2 separate regions of the Gossypium hirsutum genome follow, and region 2 is linked to region 1. A link is a contact called in public Hi-C data. All regions are on one chromosome and are shown on one strand. The core of a region is the stretch at or near the end of the contact, and the rest is flanking DNA. Distances in the headings are between cores, read along the strand shown. Region 1 overlaps LOC107926805 (putative lysine-specific demethylase JMJ16). Region 2 has its middle 8.0 kb from the start of LOC107889586.

Evidence for each region. A called contact is a pair of places that touch in the nucleus more often than the background predicts.
Region 2: a contact with region 1 is called in a Hi-C map of leaf, with 1.7 times the contacts expected there. The contact joins two enhancer-like sites. A contact is called at or near these places in 3 of 34 Hi-C or Micro-C datasets (callus and leaf).

The regions. Positions count from the first base shown.
Region 1 is chrA11:106,822,810-106,826,734 of Gossypium_hirsutum_v2.1, forward strand. It overlaps LOC107926805 (putative lysine-specific demethylase JMJ16), which reads left to right. Exons shown (of 14, transcript XR_005904985.1): 12 at 451-648; 13 at 833-1,297; 14 at 1,654-2,063. Among protein-coding and RNA genes, the nearest start is that of LOC107926805, 12 kb to the left of the region's middle. Within about 2 kb of position 1,717, at least 4 of the 9 cell types and tissues checked have an H3K27ac peak or open chromatin away from gene starts, as enhancers often do. A contact at or near this core is called in leaf, where this site is marked.
Region 2 is chrA11:106,940,248-106,944,172 of Gossypium_hirsutum_v2.1, forward strand. No RefSeq gene overlaps it. Among protein-coding and RNA genes, the nearest start is that of LOC107889586, 8.0 kb to the left of the region's middle. Within about 2 kb of position 1,659, at least 1 of the 9 cell types and tissues checked has an H3K27ac peak or open chromatin away from gene starts, as enhancers often do. A contact at or near this core is called in leaf, where this site is marked.

The DNA.
Region 1 (3,925 bases), core at 467-2,966:
TGTTCTTACTCATATGCCTTCATGATTTTGGGAACTCATAGTAGACACGGACAGATTTATCTTCGTTCCTGAATTATTTGTCTCTGATGTTCATTGTGTTGATCTTTGCAGAGAGCAAGAAAGTAGCTTATGTATGCAATGTATCTTAATGATATTTGATTGTTAGGCAGAATTGACTGAATCTTGCCATCTGATCTATAGGAAACAAATCACTCCTCTTGTTCTCTAGCAGACTTGATTGTTTTAGATAATAGTATAATTTTCTAAACAAATACCATTTGGAGTGCTTGCTGTCATCTTTTCATCTGATGAATTTTAACTTCTATTTTAAAAGTTATCTTCCAACTTAGTTTTGAATTTCATCTTTGGTTAGAGCAAAGTGGGCAAATAATGACCAGAAATGTATTGTTCTTTAAGCATGCATGGCCTTAAATGTTGATTTGGTTTCAGGTATCTGTGGAGCACTGTCCCAGTGAAGTATTTGTTCATGTTTCAGCTGCCAGATGCTGGGAGATGGTGAGGGAGAAAGTTAATCAAGAGATAACGAAACAACATAGACTAGGAAGGACCAACCTCCCACCATTGCAGCCTCCTGGTAGCCTTGATGGGTTTGAGATGTTTGGTTTTTCTTCACCAGAAATTGTGCAGGTAAATTAGTTTTTACATTATTATATGAAAAATGTTGGTCAACTAGGTTATTTTAACTGTTTCTCCCCTCTCCCTTTATGCATTGACTATTATTAATGGCTTAACAGTTTGATTTTATGGTAAATGCTTAACTCTGACATTTGAAGTAAAGACTCATTTCTCGTATGGTTTAAACATAAACCAGGCCGTTGAGGCAATGGATCGCAATCGAGTTTGTATGGAGTATTGGGACTCTCGGCCTTACTCTCGGCCTCAAGTGCAGTTCCTACAACATTCTCATACCCCTAGTAATGGTGTCAACTTGCTTAGAACATCTGGGGAACAAAATAATGCAGGGGCTCCTCAGAACAAATGCCTGCCCAGTGAAGTTGACACACTACTAGGTTTATTCAAGAAGGCAAGCTCTGAAGAATTAAGCTCACTTTGTAGCATATTAAGTGACAAAAGGTCTCCCGAGGATGTAGACCGTGTGGCTCAACTCCTTAAGGAGGAGATTCGCAGTCGTCGACCTACATGATTGAAAATTTTTTTTTGGTGATTCGGATTCAAAATTCGAGTCGATATATCCCACATTTTTCGTCACTGTAAATATCAATATCCTGCCTTCACACTGCACGTACAGCCTCCATTCAACCCACCATTCTTTCAGGTAAGAAGAGTGATAAGAGTAGGTTATTTTCCGGTGGGATTTTTGCATACTGACTGATTTTTGTAGCATAAGAAAGAAAAATGCCTTCTGAAAGTTCAACTGGTCGATTTTCGAAACCATCTAATGTCATGTTGGCCTCCAATCTTCAGCGGCTACCACAATCTGCAATTCTGCATTTCCACTTAAAACCATTTTAATTTCACTTATTTTCATTAAAAAAAGGTTAAATATGGGCCAAAGGATCAGTCTGTATACAGTTCTGATATAAGGAAAAAATATAATTATTGTATTTCTCACTAAAGTTATTTTAGTTTTACATTAGATCATGTCTACCTTTTTTTCAAACCAATCTGCAGAATGTGTCACGGTCTGCCTAAGTAGGGCCATTCTTGGTGCTACAAGTCCGAAATGGTGTGCGTGCAAGAATGAGTTGGGGGGCTGCCGGAATGTTTCGGGATACCCCAGAAGTGTTGACCTAGTCAATTGAGGTGAGAGGCTAAGTTGCATGAGGATCAAACACCTTACCAAATCCTTTTTAAACGTTTCCTGGTCTTTTGTTTCTCTCACTCCTCTTTTCTTGTTTCATTCTTTCGTTCTCTTTTCAACTCCTTGCAATTGTAGCGTCTTTCTAACATATTCTTCTATAGAAATCACAACCTACCGATGCACGTAGACTCTGTAATATCCCAAATTTTCAATACAACATTTGGTATCGTTGAAAATAAGTTAGCTAAAAGAGAGATCAAGGAATTAATTTCATATTTGAGATGGAAAGAGTTGCAATTTTGTCAAATTGAGAAAATGCGAATTAATAATGATTATTTGACATGGGAACGATATGGAATATGTAGTGATAGGATGAGGATCACATTTGAACTAAATTGGATAAGATTTGAAAGTAAAAGGATCAAATAATAATTTTACCGTGAAGAGAAAATAAGTTTAATTTTTATTATTGTGGACTTATGTTAAAGAATAATTATGGTTTATGAAGTTTGGATATATTACGTATTAAATTTAATGTCAACAAAAAGTGGTAAGAAACTGTTGAAGTGTAAAATTTTCGTATAAGGGTATTTTAGTTATTTCACATTAGATTTATGTTTTAGAAATATTTTAAGTGGAGATATTATATGGTTGGGATCAAATTTGTGCCATTGGATGTGTTGATAACATGGTGAGTAAATGTGGATTACACAAATTTTATTTGGACTCTGACCAACTTTGACTTGAATTATTTTTAGGGTTAAAAAAAAAATCCTTTCGCCTCTACAAGTTGACCTCCTCTCTTGTGAAATGGAAAATTTCCCTTCTCTTTTTCTTGCTTTTTCTCAAAATCAAGTTAATTTTCAACACCCAAATTTTGATTTCTGGTTAAAGTCACTTAGAAAATCACTTCCTAAACTCATTTCCACTGTATCTTTTTCATCCAAGTTCAATGTTTCATGAATTTAATGAGAGAAAATTGAAAATAGTGAAAAGAAACTTCAAATAAGATAAGAAATTATGTTTCTATCATTCCTACTTTCTACATTTGGGATTTTTGTTGTCAGAAAGCTAATAAGCTTGAGTATTGATATTTTGTTGTATTTTTTAATTTTTGAGAAAAAAATTCATAAATATAAAGATAATACATTTCAACGCACTTGAATTCATATATTCCTATATTGGTAACAATGCCCATGCTAATCGAGCTAAGAATCAATCGACACTAACTTTATCTTTGATACCATAAATATATGTTTGGATAAATTGTGAAATGAATGATTAAAAGTATTATGTGTGCTAATATATGATAAAGTCTGTCTTGATATGTTAAGAAAATTTGAAAGAAACTAATAATATTAATGAAATTTTTCCTTTTTTTTAATGGTAGTGAGTTCTATCTTGAAACATATAAAAATGAAATTGTGATATATTTTGAGAATTTAAGTGTTATAACATGATTCTTGCTTGGAATAAAAATATAGTTAATATGTTATAAAAAAGTAAATAGTCATAATGTGAAATTGAAACTAGGCTAAGAGAAAGAGTGATATGATAGGGCAAAGATTAATATGAGATATGAAATTGATAAGGTAATGAAATTGCTTAATAAGCATTGGTATTCAAAATTATATGAGATAATTGTCTAATAAAGTGCGTTATGGTGACATTGTCACCTAATGATCAAATGAGAATGTGAATTAAGAAATAGGAATAACTTGAGTCATGAGATAATTTGTTAAGTGCACATGTAAACACATGAAGCCATATATGATGATATAGGTTACTTAGGTGACAATGTGATAATGTGGATGAGTATGAGTGACATTTAGGTGTAAACAAACATCAAAATGTGATATGTGTGAAATATAAGCTCTATTGGGTGATTTGGAAACCATGAAAACATATTATGTTATGCAAGTATATGAACTATATCAAATTGATTAATAAGATGAAATGCTTTTATGAGCTTGATACACTAGCAAGGATTCAATAGGCATGTCCTAAGAATTGGATGCTCACTTATATGGGCATGTGCGGAAGGGAGTTTTGATACAGTGCCTTATGGCATAGCACATTTGTGCTCTTGATATGTTTGGAGGGTATGCAATTCCTATCTATATCTTGTGTGTTTGGCTAGGG
Region 2 (3,925 bases), core at 409-2,908, 120 kb after region 1:
AAATAGTTGAAATAAAATGATTTTAAAATAAGATAATAGAATTTGAGTATAACAAGTAATGTTAGGAGATAAATTAAATAGCAAAAGTAATTATAAAATAAAACCTAAAAAAGAAATACAAAATTGGAGATTTGAAATTCGACTCTTGAGTGACATCTTTTTCAAATTAAGTTAATTAAAGTTATATAAATTTTTGGAATCTATCACTTGGATTAAATTTTAAATTAATAAAAAATTATCCAAGTATTAAAGCTAAAAGTTCAATTTTACTAACAAATTATAATTTAATTGCAGCTTCTTGCGAAAAAGAAAAATGGGATTTATGATTTACTAGGAAACTTAATTAAGGTTGCAAAAGAAATGAAAATTTGTAGATTTTTGTTTTGTGAATAAATTCTCCATAAAAATAGAAAAGTCGTTGGGACCCATTCCAATATGGAATATGCTTTTGCTCTATGAAAAGCATCTTTTGACTTGTGTTAAATTATCCTGCTTCAAAATTGCCGCCTTCCTAACAAAATGCCACAATTTCTGCTTCATCTCTCTCTGTTTCTTTATCATTATTATTATTTTTTGCTAAACTTTTATAATTTTATCTATTTCTTATTATTTTATTATTAAATTATTGTGAAAAACTTTCATTATTATTTTATTAAATCACATTTATATGAGTTAACTAATAAAAAAATGATTACTTTCCTTTGAAAAAATCAATTATTACATGACTTTAATATAAACATAGTGGCATCCCAACTTCAATTCTCACCCTTGTAAATTATTTGTATTATTTTTAAACTTTTTACCATGTGGATATTCTCTAGAATTATTTTAATTTGAACTTAAATATATTTTAATTATTAATCTGATGCGCCGCTTAATTCTAATATATATGGTTTATAATTGTACTTTTAAGCTTTTTATTGAATAATCTTAAAGCCCTTTTTTCTATCAATTTGAGGAATTTATTTATTTATTAAATATTTTTCACTCAAAATCAAATCAATTATTTGTTGATTTCATTAATAACAAGTATACTTCTTATCATTAAGCCAAACTTTATTAAGTAATTCTTTTTATTAATTTGATAAATTTTAAAATTTATTTTTGAAATATTTCTTACAAAAACTAAATAAATTTTAAAAAAAGGGTAGAAATTGTTTAAAAAAAAATTAAACCCGAGTTCAATAATTTAAATATAATGCAAATAAAAAAATTCCTAATCATCATTAAAGCTTTCCAACAAACTATTAAAGATCGATATGTTGTAAATTAAACTCTTCACTCTTCAATTTTTTATATTTTCTTAATAGTCAAACAATTAATCATAATATAATTGGTAGATAATACATAATTAATATAGATGCTTTATGAAATATACTTAATTAAAAGTAAAGTAATAAATTTCCTATTTGCCTTATTGGTTAATTGGATAAAAGTAATTCAATATAAAATTTAACTGATTACTGGACAGATTCCTTTAAAAAAAATTTAAGTCTTTTAATAGAGGATGTATCCCTTTCTTTATGGATTTATAGTCAAATCTCAGTCACTTAAGGAACAAGAATTTTAGTCAAAAGAGTTATGTGTAAATGTGATCAAACATTACACTCTCTTTTACTTTACACTGAAGTTGGACTGTTTCCAAGTTGAGATTTTCAATTTTGGATATAATTTTACTAAAATCAAGGCCCATACATTTTGGGTTGTCACTTCAACTCAAAGGACTGTCCCCCCACTAAAACTTTTTTTTTTTTTTTCTCTTAGTCACATATATGAAACAAAATAAATTTAGTCATAGATGCCATATATTATGGGAACCCATGAATTTTAATTTCAACATCACTTATTTGACTTGTAAATATTTTGTTTTAGGTCTCAAATTCTACCATACCAACTTTTTCTTTATGATAAATGTCTACTACACCAACATTTTATTTAAGGATGGGTAAATAATTCTTGTTAGTTAAAGTATTAGGATTAAAGTAATTTCGTTTTTTATTATTATTAAATGAATCAGTTTAATTTTTATATCGTTAAAAAGAATCAAATAAGTTCAAAATATAATAGAGTTAATATTTATTAGATAAAAAATACCTTGAAAGTTAATTCTTTTCAAGTGCAGTTTAGTTTCAAACAGAATATTTTATTTACAGAACGATTAAGATTTTAAATATATTAAGTATGTTAAATAATAAATGATATTTTTAAAATAATAAATGTTAACTCTATTCCAATTTGGTCTTATATAATTGTGTAATGATGTTTTTTAGACAAGTTATCAAAATTGTATAATGTGAATCATTAATATTTAATATATCAAATTTTATACTCTTTAATTTTTTTAATTAAATATATAAAATGTATAATGGTTTGTTTAGCCCTCTAACTTTTCAGAAAGTCATTTTAGCATTTCATTTAATTTTTCACCTCTTTTAGACCTTAAATTTGTATTGTTTATCAAATCATCCCAAAATATATGAAAAGAATTAATGTATGTTAACATTATTGATTGATGTATTATTTTGTATTCAACTTAAAGAGAATTGTGTCAAATGTGTACCCAAATATTTCATATTCATCTTCTTAAAAATCCTCTTTATCTATCATTATTATTTCCAATATTTATTTTCTTAAATACAATAGGTTTGAAGAATATCTAATATTCATCTTCTATTATTGTCTCTTACATACAATAAGATTAGCAAGGGATTTAATAATAAATATTGCCAATTGCAAATTATTGGAAACTAGAATGTTTTGCCCATGACCAAGGGTTTGGTAATCATGTATTTAAATATTTGTTAATATTGGTATAGATTGAATATTTAATTTTTTTTATTATACCCCATATATATATATATATTAAAGATGATTATATTGGTATAAAATGTCTTCAGCCAAATTATGATCCTCATCATTTTATTATATTTAAATTTGAGATTTAGTTTTTATATTTTTATTTCATAAACTTTAATTTCTCTACTATTCTATCTTGATGGAAATTTTCTATATTAGAATACTTTTCTTAAAAAAATTCACAGTAATGTCTTAATCTGATTTAACAATAAATTATAATATATAGAGTTTAATTTTTATATCATCTAGGGGATTAATGGAGAATTATCTCACACTTTAACAATACTTTAAGAAGATGAAATTGAAAATATACAGCAATCATCTTCTTTTCTATTATGTCTTGCAAATATAAAATTCTTTAGACCTGGAAACAATAAACTATGAATAAATCATTAATTTTAATTAGAGGTAATAAATACAAGTAGTTCTGAACAAATGGCGTTATTTGGTTTTATTATATGTTCCATTTTGGACCCAATTCTGAGAGGAAGAATTGAATTTGAATTTGAAGAGCTAAGTACAAGCAGGCAGCCATAAAAAACAATTAAAAGATCATCTGAAATCAATGCTGCTTATCTCACTGATGATGCCCAAAACCCTTTGGCTTTCACTTGCTTTCTCTTTCTCTTTCGCTGTTTGTTTGTTTTTTGACTTTTCCCTCTCATATATATATATATATATAAACAAATGAATTTTTTTTTAAAAATTTAAGAAAATACTTTAAATAATAAAAGTCATAAACAATAAAAATATAAAGACATAATATATAGTACAAAAGATAATATAAGACATTTTAAATTGATGCACAAATAGCATGTAGAATAATTCGCAAAGAGGTGAAAGAAAAACTACCCATAACCACAATATAGGAAGAATTTAGAAACAAACTAGAGATGCAGTATGTTGATCAAATCGCTAAAACTTGAATTCTAGCCTCGCTATCATCACACCAATCTAACAATGAACTCTGGTCAACCAAGAAACCACTACCAAGAGCTCTAAGAAAACCATTGCATCAATGATGCACAAAAGACCAAGTCTCAAATGGACTATCCTACTCCTCATCATC